2 separate regions of the Anas platyrhynchos genome follow, and region 1 is linked to region 2. A link is a contact called in public Hi-C data. All regions are on one chromosome and are shown on one strand. The core of a region is the stretch at or near the end of the contact, and the rest is flanking DNA. Distances in the headings are between cores, read along the strand shown. Region 1 holds the start of DNAJA2 (DnaJ heat shock protein family (Hsp40) member A2). Region 2 holds the start of SIAH1 (siah E3 ubiquitin protein ligase 1).

The links. Hi-C and Micro-C count contacts between places; a contact is called where the count stands out from the background.
Region 1: a contact with region 2 is called in a Hi-C map of F5 follicle, with 2.8 times the contacts expected there. The contact joins the promoter of DNAJA2 here to the promoter of SIAH1 in region 2. A contact is called at or near these places in 3 of 8 Hi-C or Micro-C datasets (F5 follicle, liver and skeletal muscle).

What each region holds. Positions count from the first base shown.
Region 1 is chr12:18,979,954-18,985,641 of IASCAAS_PekinDuck_T2T, forward strand. It overlaps DNAJA2 (DnaJ heat shock protein family (Hsp40) member A2), which reads left to right and starts at 2,547. Exons shown (of 9, transcript XM_038185520.2): 1 at 2,547-2,755; 2 at 5,380-5,439. The coding sequence starts at 2,678.
Region 2 is chr12:18,533,636-18,539,815 of IASCAAS_PekinDuck_T2T, forward strand. It overlaps SIAH1 (siah E3 ubiquitin protein ligase 1), which reads left to right and starts at 2,260. Exons shown (of 3, transcript XM_072043873.1): 1 at 2,260-2,514.

The DNA of each region.
Region 1 (5,688 bases), core at 1,297-3,796, 450 kb after region 2:
TATGCTATTTAAAACAAACAAACAAACAAAAACTTCATATGGCAACTGTTGTAGTTTTAACATAGCTGCTTTTCATCACATTATGTGAATATAAGTAATATTAGAAACTAAATGATTAACTTACCTGGAGGAAATCAATGAAGAAATAACAAATAACAGTAATAATAATAATACATACAAGAGAAAAATAAACACAACGTGCAAGTGTTAAGAAAAAGTAGGGGACAACTTTTCAGCTGTGTGCCCAAAAAGTTCCATCAATACAATTCATGAGTAGGGTGTAAAAGCTATTCAACTACATTTTGACTTAATACAAAAATAATGATCCAAGCTTGTGGGTTTTAGCTCTACTTCAAAATAGAACATAAAGTTTCATCCCTGAGGAGTTTTCTTATTGTTTATTGTACTATATATTGCATTAGCATTTGGCTATGTAAGACATAAAACAGGACTGTAGTAACAGGGATGTTTTTAGCAAAGGAGAAGCAAGTATACAAACACTGCTTCTAAACTGCCTCATTAGCTTGGGCTCAAGCTGATATGCCAAGCTCACCTCCCATTCCTGTTATCCATCATTCCGCTGGTTTACATTCTGGCATGAGCGGTGAGCAAGCTGCTCAGCTCACTGGACGGACAAGCCTGGGCTGAATCATACTTGGTGAACATCATCCCTACAGACATAGATAGGAATGGTACCCCACTGGTTTCAGCTAGGTTACCTTTCCTGATCTTCAGTTTTTGCTTTTGTTTTGTTTGTTTTTAAATGCAAAGACACAATTGCATGCTACCCTATGGTATTTTAAATATTGCTTGTTCCAGTCCTACTGATTCTGCTTAGCTCCTAAACACATCAGGCTGATTTGCAGAAAAAAGTGCCCCTCTACAGCCTTATAACTTTTCTTCCTACCTGACTGCCCACTAATAAGAAAATCCTGGATGACAAAAAAAAAATAAATAAAAATCTAGAATCATACAAATCAGTGAGCACAAAGGAAAATCACCAAGGCAGGTGTACATGTCAGACATTTTGTAAAGTAGCTGACAAGTCTAAATACAGCCTTACCAAAATACAAGATGAATTTAGGTAGTACAAGACATGGGTAAACTAAATGTTGAAGCCTTACTAGCATCAGCCACATATGTTAATCCATACACTTATTGAAGACTGTGCAGACAACTTCTGAAAATACTGAAGAAACATACCTCTTCTTATTATTTTTTTTTCTTTCTTTCTCCATGTCTCTGAGCTAGACTAATAATTAGAGTCTATGCGACTGTCTTTCCAGTAGCTGTTTTCTGTCCTGTCACTGTTTTCCTCTCTCTAAAGAGAGTCTCCATTTCCCTTTGAAGTTCTTGACTGCTGCCACACCTACAATACCAAAGGCAGATATTACAATGACGTACTAAACTAGATTGTGCCAGACTTAACAAACCCAATGATGGAATTTAGGGTTCTGTAAACAAGGAAGGAGCAGAGAAACCAGCAGCAGACTGCATTTCCCAACACAGCCATTGCAACCACAAGCTATAGCAAGGAACTAAAGATGAAGTCTGCCTCCAGATGATGAGGAAAGAAGCCTCCAAGTGCACAGATCTGCTCCCCTGAGGCAGAAGGCCTACTCAGATCTCTATACCTCAAACACATGAATCACTTCAAAGCACTTTTTCTGTGCTCTCTCTCACGGGCCAAGTCATTTATCCACCCCAGCAGACTCCCCCCCAGGGCCTGCCATCACCCACCCGGTCCTTCTGCGTGCCCTCTCCCAGACACGCTCTAGGCTCGCCCCGGGAGCAGCCAGAAGAGTGTTTTCAGTCCCCTGCCATCTCAGGGGCCCGGCCCACAGCCGACTCCACCTCAGCCGAGCACTGCCCACAGGTTCTGGGGCTCTCTGGTGGCCACTGCTTGGTGAGGGGCTGGTGGCCAGGTGGCCGCACCTGAGGAGGGGCACCAGGTGAGGAGAGGCTCGAGCTGCTGCCACAGTGAAGGGACTAAGCACTATGAAGCACAACGGGGCTGTTTATTTGCTGGCTAGAAGTGGTGTCTCTCTGGGGCACCAACACTGCTTGAGCACAACTAAACAATCTAAACGATGTTTAGATGTTGAACTTAGTGATACGGTTTAGCGGGGACTGTTAGTGTTAGGTCAGAGGTTGGACTCGATGTTCTTGAGGTCTCTTCCAACCCAGACAATTCTGTGATTCTGTGTTCCTCTGAGCCACTCCAGGCCTGGCACCTGGTACTTTTTTGAGATAGCAGGAGCCGAGCAAAACCCTCCAGCACAGCGAGCAGCTGGGCACCCGCGCTATCTATAACCGACGAAGCCCCAGCACCCCGCGCCTGCAGACGAAGGACGCCCCTCAGGCGCCGCCCCGCGGGGCTCCGTCCCGCGCGGCCCCCTCCCGCCTCCCGCCCCGCGGCCGCGGGTGCCGGCGGCGCCCCCTGGCGCCAGGCGGCGGCACTGGGTCAGGCGCCCGAAGTGGGCCGAGGGGGCGGGGCCGCAGGGGCGGGGCGGGGCGGGGCTCCCGCGGCCCCTCCCCTCGCGCCCTCCCTCCCGGCGGCGCGGCGCGGTGACGCGGGGCGTGTGCGCGTGACGTCGGCAGCGGCTCTCGTCCTGCTCCCGGGCTCGCCCTCGCCGCCCCTCGGCCCGCTCCGGCCCCGCCGCCGCCCGCTGCCGCCATGGCGAACGTGGCCGACACGAAGCTGTACGACATCCTGGGCGTGCCGCCCGGCGCCTCCGACAACGAGCTCAAGAAGGTGCGGCCGGGCCGGGCCGGGCGGCGCCGCCGGGGCTGAGGGAAGGCCCCGGGCTGGGGGGGGGGGGCGGCGGGGCCTGCGGGCGGCGGTGTGAGGCCGGGGAGGGGGCGGGGAGGGCCCGGGGCCGGGTAGGCCGCGGGGGAGGGCGGCGGGGGGGGAGGAGGGAGCGGGGCCCGGCGGGGCTCCCCGCGGCCCGGCCCGGCCCCGCCAGGTCCCCGCGGCGCCCGGGGGGCCCCCGCTCGTCTCGCCCCCGCGGCGCCGCCCGCCCGCCTGCCCGCCCGGCTCCGGGGCGGCGCTCGCAGCCGGCGAGAGCTCCTCGGGGAGGAGCGGGCGTGCGGCGGCAGGTGGGGGCCGCTGCCATTGTCTGCCCCACGTGTAGGCCTCGGTGGGGGCCGGCTCTGCTCACGGCTCCGCTCGTTTTCAGGCAAGGTGAGGTGAAGAAAGGAGCTCGGAGGGAGCTCGGGGCCGGTTCGTCGTTTACCGCATCCATTTGGCTCAGTGGTGCAGAAACCTTTTTCTTTTTTTTTTTTTTTTTCTTCCCCAGAAGGAATTAAGCACCGTTTACACGTGAGGGAGGATAACTAAGGAGGCAGTTTACTAGCAGTGACCTGCTTCGGCTGCTGGGTGGTGCTGGAATTACCGACTCCCCCGTCATGCATGTGCTAGCCCAGTTTGTGCAGGGATAGGCAGATGTAGTGTTGAAATAGTTTTAGAGGTGGAAGGCATGCGGCAAGAAGCTCCTGAACACAATCAAGTAGATCTTTTTTTTTTTTTTTTTTTTCCTTGCTAAGTTCTGCTAAGGGCCTTTGGTCTCCTGTAAGCACAAAGAACTTATAGCAGTCCTCCACTCACTAATCTCAATGTTCACTGCTGTATGTTATGCTTGTCTTGGCATGTAAAGTTTTGGGCTGCCCACAGCGGTGAGAAGTTCATCCATCTCTTATTGTCACAAAGAGATTGTGTGGATGCTTTATTCGTCTAATATTTTAACCTAGATATAAAAGTATAGAAAAGGTAAAACTAATAAAATATATAATAGCTTGATCAAAAGGGTCTGACTGAACACTGAGGAGTTAAACTAATTTCCATTGAAGCTGTAGTATGGTGTTCATATAAGCCTTGATTGTGGATCTGTTTCTGATTGATTAAGTAGTGGTAGCTTGCTTTTGGGCCATGAGTAGTCTAAAGGATTGCTCTAAACCAGTATGCTGCCAAAAGCCAAGGCATTAGCTCTCTTTATATTTTTCAAGATCACCATGCAAAAATCATTTTTAGCTGAATAGATAACATTATGTAGGTTTTCAGTTTAGATGTACTTTTTCACAATTATACTTCCTAAAATATGGGGGAAATCCATTTTTATTACAGAATATTCAAGTCTGTGGAAGATTAGGCTTTGTTACTGATGGTTAATTTCTGCTATAAGACCTATGAATTTGTTCTTTACTTTTACTGTGTTTTAGAATGTTTGACTCGTAATGTTCATTTTCTGTTTTGTTTCATTACTTTCTTATCAAATTTTTTCTTGGTTGCATGCGTAAATACAGAATATTTCAAGGTAATCAGTAAAAAGGTAACTGCAGATACAAAAAAAGGATTTTGATTTATCCCAGTACAAAATGATAAGTTGGGATCTCTATAAAGCTTTGTGTGTAAAGCTCTGTTCAAGCTGTAGTTCTATGGAGTTTGTTTATTTAGATGCTCAGTTCTACAGGAATAGAGCTATTAAAAAAAACACCCTTAAGAATTGGTGCGTTTCAATTATTTGCAGTTGCAGCACTGTAGCAGATTTTATTAATATGTATTATAATAATAAAAACACTTTTATTAACAATCAAGGGACAGATATTGGGGAATGTTGTGGTGGAGTGGGGAAAGAGTTGCAGTCCTTACTGTCAAAAGCTCAAATTGTAGAAGTCCTGTTATTTGCCTTTACCTCTAAGGTAAAAACAAAACAAAACAGAACTACTGCTGTAGAAAGTCATGGTCCTGAAAATCAAAACACTGGTCAAAAAAAGCATACTGAAAAATCTTCCCTGGAAATCTGGCTGTACTTACTCCTCCAACTATTTTGGAATGATGAAATTAAAGAAAAGCAGTGATCTGTGCGTTCTGCACTTGTAACTCATACGCGTATTTCAATGTGAGCTGAAACTTTCCATTATTAGTAGGTAAGGAAGAATAAAAATTGATGCGGGGATTGACTGATAGACTTGGGTGAGAAGCTGAGGCAGCCATTTTGTTGTCTTGCTGTGACTGAGGTGAGAGGTGAATGGGTTGAAACTTAGGTTGTGGATTTTGAGGGGGATCTGTAGAGTACGTCATTTTAATGAAGCACATTTTCCAGTGTAGTTCTTAATGCATGTTAATGAAAAGAAGCAGGCAGACTAGTTCTAGCTATCATGTGCTGTAGTTGTGTTTAAATCCGAGACTGAGTAGTTAATTTATGCCTATAGTAAAGTCAGAATTTTTAATGTACAATTTCAATGTATGAGTCACTTCAAAACATTCATTTTTTTTCCACTTTATTAGGGTTTTCTTTCTTACTGAAGACACTACTTGAATTTCTCAGAAAAGAATAGATTATTCAAGACTGAAACTAATTTTGTACCTCTTTCAACTAGGCATACAGAAAGCTGGCTAAGGAATACCATCCTGATAAGAATCCAAATGCAGGTGACAAAGTAAGGCTTCTTTTTAAACTATTGAAGTTTGCTATTACAGTAGCATCTGAGGGACTGAATAGAAGTTTTGGGGGCTGGGTATTGCAGTTGTTCAAAAAATATAAGAACTGTGAAAGGGAAGTATGTCTTGTCTACTTCTTCCCAATCTCCCTGTGTACCTCGTGACAAAATGCACCAGTTAAGTGAGTCAAATTGGTTGAGAAGGTAATGCTGAAGGGAGAACTGCTGCTTTTCATCTGCCAAGATGAT
Region 2 (6,180 bases), core at 1,010-3,509:
AGTTCTTTGCTTCTCTGCTAACGGGGAAAGTGACAACCATGGTCGGTGTGGTTTGAATTTTCCTAGAACAAAATGGATGGAACTTCTGTAATGCTATGCTGTATGACAGAGCAATACCTAGGGTTGCATCTCACACTTAGAACAAAACCATCAGTGTCTTTCAGTTTTATTTTCACGTGTACTTAGGTTTCACTTACTTGCTGGAAATATAAACAGCCATAAAATCCTCTATTTCAGTGCACAACAGAACTAGCCCTGCGTGAAGAGCAGCCTGGAAAGCCTTCTTCAATCTAACATAATTAAAAATGCACCAGAACATTTTTTGTTGTTTTTGTGTGTTTTGTTTTTTTCTTAGAATTTTTTATGGCAAAGAAAATATGCTTTCCTTACACATGGAAGTTGGCCTGTGACATTCCTTTATCAACTGTACAAAGTACCCAGAGTGGAATGATCAAAGGAGAAGGTAAAGTCCAAGTGTGATGTCCATAAGTCTGAATGTACCTGGAATGTTCCTGATGCCTAGAATAAACTAATTTTCAGAGGTGGTACTTATTGCTAATACAGCTTTCAATTTACTGATATTTCCACTGAAAGGAATGTTTTTTGATCCTGCTCAGAACTTCCTTGTTGTCCAGGCTAAGACATTTATAATTCCAGGTAGGTGTAATTACCTGGCAGAACAGCCCTGAGTTTACCAGCAAAATATTTTTAAAAAATAAATAAAAAACACACCACAATGTGTGATTGCCCAGCTCAATAGTAAAATAATAAAATATCGCAATCACTTGAGTACATTCAAGTAGTTGTCTGTGTGATAACTAACATGTAACTGTGGTTTAGCTGTGTTGTGATCCTTGTGTAGAGAGAGAATTGCAATTCAGATATCTGTTGTGCTCTGGATGTGTCAGTCCGGGACCACCATAATCCTAAATAATGATCTTGGAGCTCTCTGCTTCCTGCAATGTTCCAGATCCTAGATAGCTCACACTTCAGATATACATGTATTGCTGGGTTCTGTGCTGGCAAAAGAAGTGTACATTAGGTGATGCGGTTTTGCAAGCAAGTAATACACCGATGGTGAGCCTGAACTTGTCATTCCAGCTGAACCTGAGCTAATTCCATCAAGTGTCCTTGCACAGTGCTTCCCAGTGTCCCCTATAATTTGGTATCTGGGCATTTTTTTTCCTACCAGCATTAATGTTTTGTGTGTTCCAGGCATCTTTCCCATCATCTTGGAAAACAGAGTTGACTATACCTAAGAGGAAAATGTAAATCAGTTTGAAAATATGAAGTAGACTTGTATTTACTGCAAAATACTAGTGTATCTCCTAATGGAAACTTGTATGGAAAAAAAAAAAAAAAAAAAAAAAAAGCTGTCAAAATATTGTGGTATCTGTGAAAGCTGTTCTTTGATAAAAAAAAGTTAAGATGAAAACCATAATATGAGTAGGTAAAATCTCTAGGAAGAGACTTACAGAAATGAACGGAGCAAAGTCAGGGTTCTTGCTACACATTAACACGGAAGCATCATATAGGTCCACTTGCAAGTTTGCTGTTTGAGTACCTGCTGGCAGCAGGTAACTCACTGGCTATATAGCAAATGCCCATGTGTTCTTTTTGCCTATGAAAAAAAAATAATGATAAGTTAACAAAGTAATTGTAAATGACCTTTTGTTTAACACAGAGAATGAGCATGCAGAGGGTCATTCTGTAGAGTAAATATTACTATGTAACTCCAATTTTTTTTTATAGACAGATCTGAGAGAATGCTTAGATTTTAATGGGTGGAAAACAAGGGGAAAAAATGGGCTAAGATGTGAAGAATTACAGAATTGCAAGGTTTATTTATTTACTTATTTTTGCTTATCGCCCAAAATGTTCCACACAGATGGTCAGCATAATAATTCCCATTTTTCAAATGGAGACAATGGGGCACAAATAAGAGCCAACTACCTAAAACCACGCAGTATGGTGAGTGGAAGTGGTGACTGAGAGCCAAGCTTTGCCACAGCAATGGCCTACTCTGTAAATTCTCCTCATCCCACTACATCCCAGTATCTGCTGTGTCTAGGCAGATGTCCAGTACTGCCATGAAAGTTTTCCCCAGCTGGCTCTGGCATCGTTCACCCCACAACCAGCACCACCGCAGCCCTGCTCCTGTGAGAGGCCTCTGAGGGCGCCCATCTTGTTTCACCTCAGGTGAGCTGTTGAGAGGGAGGGAAAAGGAGCGTCAGGAATCAGGAAGGCTGGGAAATGGCCGATGGCCAACATGTCTCAGCAGAAGGCTTTGCAACCTCATATGGCAGCCTAGGCAGCAGCTGAGCTGGGTTTTTGTGTGTTGGTCCAGTTTTGCAGCCAAAACAGGCAGGGTGAGGGCGAACGCAAGACCCTGAGGGGAGAGAGGCTGCTGGGAAGCTGGTAGGGGACGGCAGAGCACAAGCCAAACCCCTGCCTGGTGGTGGTGGACCAGGCAGCAACTGCAAAACCCTCAGCCATGCACAGAGCAGCTCTAAGGTAGGTATGTGTTTTAGGTAAGCTTAAATGTCAATGCTGTGTCTGCTCTGGTAGCCCTGACGGAATACAGTAATGTCAGTACTAAACTGAGGTGGCAAGCTGTGGGTAGACTACCCTGCTGAGCAGTCTCCACACAGGTGTCAGAGGTCAAAACTGTACTTCTGTTTTTACTTAATTGATAAAAGAGATAATCAGATGTGTTTCCTGTTATGTCTATGATTTAATGCTGTGAACGCTGTGTAAACACCATAGCCATCTGTATTAAAGGTGACAGGTTTCAGTCTTAATACCTCTACTGGTAAAAGTTGGTTTGCCACAACTGAAGGCAGAGATCTGGGGAGTTGTTTTTCTTGTCCTGAGCGATGGAGCTATGCCTAGAAAATGTTAAATATTATGTTCTTATTCCAAAATAAATATGCATACTTGGACTTAATCAAGAATAGATTAATCACTTCAAAGTCACACAATTACTTGGTCAAGTGTAGACAGAATGCCAGCAGGATTTGGGGGCTTTGTTTATTTGTTCTTGGTTTAAAGGGGAAATGGCTGCTCTTTTTGTTCTGTTTGGTCTGGTGGTAGCTATTGGCTCCTTTAAACTGTCTGGAGCCTGTGTACATGTCTGAACACACTTCTTGAAGAACATATCTTCTTTCACATATGTGGATTCTGACCTCACACATTTTCATTTTTAGGAGCTGCTGTTAGAATATATGTGGCAATCGTTCTTTCTCTAAGGTCTCCTCTTACATTATACATTGTGCTCCTCAGCCTTTCTTTGCTGAAAAAATCACAGCTCAACCTAATCAAATTATGTTGGCTTGGGGAATAGGTTTTGGGGACACAGGATTCTCTTTTGTGTTTTCCAGAGAGAAGTTAAGGATTTAAGCGTTGTACTAATCCCGCCTGACTGCTCCTGGTTTACAGGCTCTGTAAGACAAACGCAACTTCCCAGTACTTCCCTATGACAGACTCAAGAGGGGAATACTTTGATAATAGATAAATTTTTCTCCTTTTACGTGCTAATAAATTAAATAAAAAATATCTTGATTAAAAGCAGTGTTTTGAGTGAAAGATAACAGGAACCATCTCCTATCAATGAGTAGTACAGAGTTATCTCCTTCCATCTGTTAATTTTTTATAGAATCTGCATTTCCGGGATAAAGTCTTTGGTCACTGATTCCTGGTAGGAGGACAAGTACAGGAATTTTTTGTAAATTGAAGAGTTTGCTCTTGCAAGAAGTTTGTTCTCTGCATTTTAAGGTATGCATTATGTAATATAACTAATTTTATCAGGTTTTAAGTAAACAAAGCTACAAATAAATCCTAGGATTCCATGCTGGTGCTGCTGTTTTTCCTTTCTCTGTCAGTGCCATATTAGGATAGTCTGTTTTTTTGAAAGAGCATTTCTGAACTGCCTTTTGCAACAGCAGAGGAAGTGCCTGAGAAAGTTCCATGAAAAACAGTGAATCACGCAGTGTCTTTCTAATTCTGACAGTGTTTCCTTCTGTTTCGCAAGCTCTCAGGCAGTGTTTGCTATGAATGCCTTACTTGCTGGATTTTTTTGTAGTTGCATCCAATGCTATTTTTAGATCTGGGTCTGATTTATGTTCTGAATGCTTCTGTTTTACTGGGAAGTTTGCAGCTCTGCTACAATTCATGAATATGACCTGTTATTTTAATAAATTCTATTTAAAATAATAACTACCTTGCAGATTCAAATACTACATACTCTGCAGTGAGAAGCTGTATAAACTCTGGTAGGGGATCCTGGTATTTGGAGGAGTCTGGTTATAAAATTGGGTGTGTCTCTGATACGTGCAGATTCTCCCTTTTATCACAGAACATAAACCCAAGGGCCTTGCAGCAGTGCAACTAATCATGTTTTATGTATTTTAGTGCTCCTGACAGCTACTGTGCACACTCAGTTTCACACAAATATCTTGGTATGTAAACCTATGGACACAGCAGAAATACCACAATGCTCAATCGAAAGTAAAAGATGATGAATTTAAAAACATAGATGGATTTTAAGATATGTATGTTTTTCACTGTTGTTTGTATGCACTTATGCTTAGAATGGATCTCCATTGTACTGCTGAAGTTGCACACTTGTGTATGATAAATACCAAGTTTTGCTGCCTGCATTTACATCTAAATTCTGCAAGGTTCTCCTATATAATTTTTAATGGATAATTCAAATGAAGCATTTTTGAAAAGAAAGTTGGTTTTGAATATATTGGTTTCTCTTTTCCAGTCTCCACTTGAGTACATCTTTTAATAGTTTAAGGAATGGTACTTTCAATGTACATAAGAATACTGAAATGTTATTTACTTTTAATAAAACAAAAACAAAAACAAAAACAAACAAAAAACTATGTTCCAAAAACAGAGTTCTGCTGGAATATACTGATTAATTTTACATTTTCATTTGTCACTAAGTATAGGAATCACTGTTGTTTAAACCCAAAGTAACCTATAATTTTTCAACCTAGCTGTTGAATAAGCATACAATATTTGAATTACTGAGTCTTCATATTATTAACAGAAAGGTTTACTCAGTTTGTTAGTAAAAAAAAAAAAAAAAAAAAAACCAGCTCACATATATATAGGCACATTACCCCTCTCTTCCTTTTTAAAACAAATGTTGAAGGTAAATCCAAACTATTAGTGTTTCAATTCCCTAGTTTTATACAGTGTTTTTGGGCACAAAACCATTTCAAAGTTTCTGGAAATATCAATAGTGATAACAGTCTTGTAACTGTAGAGGGAGCCACTTGTTAATTCTTTAGTTTAAAGGTAAACAGTTGGATTTTTGGTCTCCAAAGAAAATGTAGAATATTATGGGATGATATATGAACTTAATAAATATTTGTATAGTTACTCAGTCTTAGTGCACAAGTTCAATTATATGTCTTACTGTATCATTTTACCCCTTTATTGGTATTCTTACTGCCATATGTTAGCTTTAATTTTTGCTTCTTGGCTCAGGGATGTTACTTTTTCTTTGCTAATATCTCAGGTTTGAGATGAGAGTGATATCGGTAGTAAGTTGATATAAGTTCTTTGAATTCAAATTTGCAACCAGAAATCTTCTGTTTGGACAATTCTGCTTGCCAAAAATTAAGATATCAGTGCATAAGAAATCAAAAAAAAAAAAAAAAAGGAAAAAAAAAAAAAGAAGAAATTTAGAGGGATTATATGATTATGTTAAAAAACAGAGAAGATACCCCCACAGATTCACATTACAGGACAAGGGCAGAGCTGCCTGTCTAGTTTTGCCAGAACCCAGGTAAGCAGCAAAGCAGAATCCAAAAGCAAAGGCAGGAAGGGGCCAGCCCTTTCACTGGGACAGTGACTTAAGAGCATGCAAAACTAAATGACACTGAAGCCACTCTGACTCTTTGTGTGAGGTGCATCGCTGCACCTTGAATCCAAATGAGCCCCAGTCAGTTGTGTGTCTTGCAAAGACGGAAGGAAATTGGGAATATCTAAAAGGCAGAGCATGAAGATCTGGTAATATTTTCTGAGAGGAGGAGATACATTGTGGTTTATAAATACTTCTCTGTGGGAGATCTTTGCAGCAGAGGCCTTGAATTAAAAAGAGCACATCAGAGTCCTTTGCCAGATCTCCTACTGGCAGAACACCAAGAATATGGATAATGGCAT